Regions from separate parts of the Triticum aestivum genome. Here region 1 is linked to region 2. The links are chromatin contacts, called in public Hi-C maps. All regions are on one chromosome and are shown on one strand. Each heading gives the region's core, a stretch centred on a gene start, on an enhancer-like site or on the middle of the called end of the contact. The rest is flanking DNA. Distances are from core to core; before and after follow the strand shown. Region 1 holds the start of LOC123165818 (CBL-interacting protein kinase 25-like). Region 2 has its middle 22 kb from the start of LOC123165991.

Region 1 (2,717 bases), core at 162-2,661, 150 kb before region 2:
ACGAGCTCCGGCGTGAGCTGGAATATCTTGGTGGATATGGCCAGCGCGCCCTTGTGGCCATTCCTTGTCGCCTCGAAGCTCACCTGGCAATCCTTGGTGCGCGCCGTGAAGCTAACTTGCCCGGCGATCTCCTCCAGCTTGGAGATGATGGTATTCACCGGCGCGCTGGACACGAAACGCAACTGCTCGCCACGCTCCTCGAACAGCCCGGACAGATCGAAGCTTGGCGAGGAGGCGATGATGTCGAACGCGTTCATGCTCTTGATCCGTCTTATGCGCGGCTCGGGGGCACGAGCTGCAGCAATGTGCATCTTCTCCAGATTTACAAGCGACGGTGCTGAAACCGAGGTGTGCATGCCGCCGCCGTCGCCATGAGCCACGGGAGAGGAAGAGCCGGAGGATGATGAAGACATGGCGGTCTCATCCTCGGAGTCAGAGTCACAGAGATCAGGCTCTTCGGAGCCATCAAGGCTGCGCAGGCAGTCCTTGTTGTCGATGTAGAAACTAACTTCTTTGAAGCCTTTCTTGAACCAATCTGTTTCCTTGATTTGCAGGAGTGTGATTCGGTGCGCTGGGTTTGGTTGGAGGAGGCGGCGTACTATGCGTACCAGTTCGGGGCTGAAGGTGCGTGGGCAACGGTAGTCACCGCGGCAGATTGTCCGGTACAGGGTGATGAAATCGTCGTCGCGGAAGGGCTTGCGGCCGGCGGCGAGCACGAAGAGGACGATGCCGCATGACCAGGCGTCCGCCTTGGCACCGTCATAGCCCCGGCGCGCGAACACCTCGGGAGGGACGTACAGGGGCGTGCCGCAGACGGTGTGGAGGAGCGCCTCCCGGCGAGCCGTGTCGGCGTGGGCGGAGAGCCCGAAGTCGGCGACCTTGAGATTGCCGTGCTCGTCGACGAGGAGGTTGTCGGGCTTGATGTCGCGGTGGTACACGCCCTGCGCGTGGCAGAAGGTGAGCGCCGAGACGAGCTGCTGGAAGATGCGGCGCGTCTCGTCCTCCTTGAGGCCGCTGTTGGCGGGGATGTGGCGGTAGAGCGGGCCGCCGCGGACGTACTCCATGACGACGAAGATGCGGGACTTGCAGGCCATCACCTTGTGGAGCTGAACGATGTTGGGGTGCCGCAGCCGGCGCATCACGGCGATCTCGCGCTTGATCTGTTGAACGGCGCCCAACTTGATGAGCTTCTCCTTGTCCATCACCTTGATTGCCACCTCCTCCTTCGTATCCATGTGCCGCGCGAGGTAGACCTTGGCGAAATTGCCCTCGCCGAGCAGCTTCACCTGCTCGTACCGGGCAGGAAGCTTTGGCCGATCCCCCATGGCGCCGGCGCCGCTTCTTGGGCGGGCGTTCGAAGTTTCTTTCCTGGAGTATTTGGGTGAGGCGAGCAGAGGATTGGGGGATCAACCGAACTAAATAGGAAGTCATTAGGGCTGACCGGTTTACTGGGGGAAAAAAATCAGTCCAAGCCTCAGTACCTCCCACGCAGGCCCCTGCCCGGGATTTCTTAGATCGCTCTCTTGCACGAATCTCGAGGAAGCTGGCATATTCTGTTCCACCTCCGAGATTCAATGGGGCCACCAGCGTTGTTTGTGTACGCAGGGCGCTGATAAGAATTTGAGTGTGTTTTCCCCTAAGTTTTTATTGATTCTTTGCAAAAGGTTGTCAGAATCGCGATTTTGTTGTATGATTCTACGACTTTACGATCCAAACTAACCACTTTGATTCTACGATTTTGGTTAGTAGAATTTACGTTTTTACGCTTCTGATAGTTAAGATTGCTAATTTTTTAAAAATAATACTTTTTTTATTAATTTTCAGAAATAATACACGGTTTTGATATTTTTCGAAAATAATACGGCCTCGTCTTACTGGAGGACGACTGGACCTAATCGTCCTCCGGGAAGATGATTAGCTCCAGTCGTCCTCCAGCAAGATGATTAGTTCCAGTCGTCCTTCAGGAAGATGATTAGTTCCAGTCGTCCTCTAGGAAGATGATTAGTTGTCGCAGCACAATGAGTGGGTGGACATGTATTCGACTCCGGCACCACCTCCCACACACGAAACACAGTATGATCAGGAATGGTCTGAGCTTCCTCCCTGTAACGTTCGGGCACCCCACAGGTATATGTGGCCTACGCCGCCTCCACAACCTCCACGTACATCGAAATTAAATGGTATGACTTAACTTAGATAATACAACAGTTTTACAGATAATTAAGATACAAGTACATCAAAATTAAACGGTACAACTTAGCTTAGATAATACAACATACAAACTACATGAAGACATCATCGTCATCCTCCGTCGATGCAGCACTCTTGCCCTTCGACGACGAGGCACTCTTGCCCTTCGATGATGAGGCACTGTTGCCCTTCGACGATGATTCACTCTTGCCCTTCGACGATGCAGGTGTCTTGGCCTTGCTGCTCGGCATGAAGATATCGTCTTCATTTTGGCTTTCCTCAGTCCATAAATAAGTATGCTCTCGGGCAGTCCTTAGGAAAGTTGCACTCTTATGTTGTTGCTTCTTCCACCTAACATGCAACCTTAGGAGTTCTTTCCACTAATCATCTTCCTGGAGGACGACTGGAACTAGTCATCTTCCTGGAGGACGACTGGAGCTAATCATCTTCCTGGAGGACGACTAGAGTTAATCATCTTCCTGAAGGACGACTGGAGCTTAATCATCTTCCTAGAGGACGATTAGGTC
Region 2 (2,703 bases), core at 21-2,520:
GCGCGCGGCGCCGCGCCTTGCGGAAGGTGATGTTGGGGTTGAAGCCGCCATGCACGTCGCCGTCGATGTAGCTAGGCGAGGGCGCGTACCCCCATAGTGGCGGCGAGAAGTTGGCCGGTGACGCGACGCTCTGCTGGCTCCCCCACGCGCCTTGTGGGCACTGGCCGGCCTGTTGAGGCAGAAGGTTCGCCATCCCCGCGCGAGATGCCTCTTCCTGCTCTGCCGCCGCGTCCCTGGCCTTCTTCATGTTGAGCCTGTTCCGCCGATCGGTGGTGACCGCCGCCTGGCGACCAACGTCGTCCTTCCACTCGACGTTCGTCCAGCCCGGGGGCCTTGCCGTCGGCGCCCTCGGCTTCCTCGGCTTTGACTGGATGGCATTGGTGTCTAGGCGAGGGGGCGCGTACTTCTTCGGCGGCATGGCGGGCGGATCCGGAGGAGAATGGCGGGAACGGCGGGGGAGAAGGGGGTTGGTAATGGGAAAATGGAGGAAAAGGGGGGAAATCGGCGGGAAAATCGGCCGCTGTTGCCGACAGCGCGGGCCCATGTGCCTTTTTGCTTCAGCCGGTGCACCAAGCGACCCTTCAGTGCGCTAAGTTCGGCTTGAGTTTGTCGGTTGTAATTTCGGACCAAACCGGCGAAAAATGAAGACCTGGGACGCGGCTGGACCGTTTTTTCAGCGTCAGCGCTAAAAAAGACGCCCTGGGGCTCGTTGCGGGAGCGGCTGGAGATGCTTTTAGTGGTGGTATGGATGGAAACAGAGCTGCCGGTGGAAGCAAGGAAGCATCGTACGTTCGTGTTCCATATATGTTCTATCAAGATGATGAAAAACGTTCGGACAGTAATTAGTTGCTTATCTGACGCACTAAACGACATGGTATCAGGCGTCAGCTAGCAATGCTTTATACACGGATTAGTTACTGTGGTCCTAGGTAATACGTATAACTGCTACTACAGTACACAGCCAAACTTAGCTCTCGGCCTACGGACGGCCTATCTTATCAGACAGCACGCAACACGCAGGCATAAGGCGTGCACGGATCGACGCTTGAGTGCATGATTTGCACTTGCCATTCGGCCTCTGCTGGACACGGGACGCGTACAGGTGGTTGGATCGAAACAATGTTCAGTTGAGCACAATATATACAACGTGTCGGGCGAAGCCGCGAGGAAAGAGACACGAGCCTCCGCCACGGCGCACAATATATACAACGTGTCGGGCGAAGCCTGCCCAGCTAGCCGCCGCTAGGCGCTATAGCTTGCGTTGTCTGAAACCTCGGACGGCGCACGTCGCGCGGCGACTGAAGTTGACTTCTTGCGGCGGCGTTCAGTCAGTGTGCGCCGTGGAACCTGCCGCGAACTCTGCAGGGGCGAGCGTGTGCGAGGGGTCCAGCCACCGCGGCGTAGATCGCGCGGTGACTGCGTGAATGAGACTGACGCCTTGTGTCCGCGAGTTCTGCTGGTGCGAGTGTGTGGAGGAGGTCAAGCCACCGCCACCGAGGTGATCACCGCACAGTGAATACCACCGGGTCAGCAGGTAACACTTTTTGGCTTCGGGCATTCTCTGGCGTTCAGCCGGCGATCGCCGAATCTGTCTGCGTGATAAGAGCATTTTCAGCCGTTGGCCTTCTCAGAACGCATAAAAATCGCCGCTTAGGGACGAGCCGGCGATAAAATCGGCGCTGGGGCGGTTTTACGCCCAGTCGTCGCCCCAGCTCGCCCTCAAGCGTCGAAATTGGCCCACTTTTCAGCCCCAGGCTCATATTCGGCGTGGTTCGCCGTGTCTCGGTGTTCAATTATGAACATAATTTTTTTCGTATCACATATTTCATCATAGAAAAATCAAATACTTCAACAAAATAGTACAACAATAAATAGTTCAATACAAATTATATAGTTCAAGAAATAAAAACTCATATTTCATCACACGTCGCGCCCGGCATCCCCTTGAGCCTCCATAGGTGCTCAATCAGATCTTTCTGCAGTTGATGATGCATACTGAGATAGACAGTCCAGGTTATCGGTAGCTGGTGATCAACTTCGGCTAGAGGACTCTGCCTGTAGTATGGTTCAGTGTCAAACACTAGGTCTTCTTGCTCGCTCTCGATGATCATGTTGTGCAAGATGACACAGCAAGTCATAATCTTCACATTTGATCTTTGGACCAGGTCTGAGCGGGGTACCGGACAACAGCAAATCGAGATTGGAGCACACCAAATGACCGCTCGACATCCTTCCTGCAAGCCTCCTGAATCTTCGCAAACCAGGCGTTCTTGCCTCCTGGCACAGGGTTTGAGATCGTCTTCACAAATGTCGACCATCTCGGATAGGTGCCATCAGCTAGATAGTACCCCTTGTTGTAGTGTCGCCCATTGATCTCGAAGTTCACCGGAGGAGAATGACCTTCAACAAGCTTGGCAAAGACAGGAGAGCACTGCAGCACATTGATGTCATTGTGAGTTCCTGGCATACCAAAGAAGGAGTGCCAAATCCAGAGGTCCTGTGTGGCCACCGCCTCAAGTACCACACTGCAACCGCCTTTGGCGCCTTTGTACATCCCCTGCCAAGCAAATGGGCAATTCTTCCATTTCCAATGCATGCAGTCGATGCTTCCAAGCATCCCAGGAAATCCTCTTGCTGCATTCTGTGCTAGGATCCGAGCAGTGTCTTTCCGCATTGGGTGTTCTCAAGTATTGCGGTCCAAAC

Evidence for each region. Hi-C and Micro-C count contacts between places; a contact is called where the count stands out from the background.
Region 1: a Hi-C map of leaf shows a contact between it and region 2, with 6 times the contacts expected there. The contact joins the promoter of LOC123165818 here to the enhancer-like site in region 2. A contact is called at or near these places in 2 of 5 Hi-C or Micro-C datasets (both in leaf).

Annotation. Positions count from the first base shown.
Region 1 is chr7D:481,268,657-481,271,373 of IWGSC CS RefSeq v2.1, reverse strand. It overlaps LOC123165818 (CBL-interacting protein kinase 25-like), which reads right to left and starts at 1,411. Exons shown (of 1, transcript XM_044583552.1): 1 at 1-1,411. The coding sequence starts at 1,325.
Region 2 is chr7D:481,116,073-481,118,775 of IWGSC CS RefSeq v2.1, reverse strand. No RefSeq gene overlaps it. Among protein-coding and RNA genes, the nearest start is that of LOC123165991, 22 kb to the right of the region's middle. Within about 2 kb of position 1,270, at least 3 of the 8 cell types and tissues checked have an H3K27ac peak or open chromatin away from gene starts, as enhancers often do. A contact at or near this core is called in leaf, where this site is marked.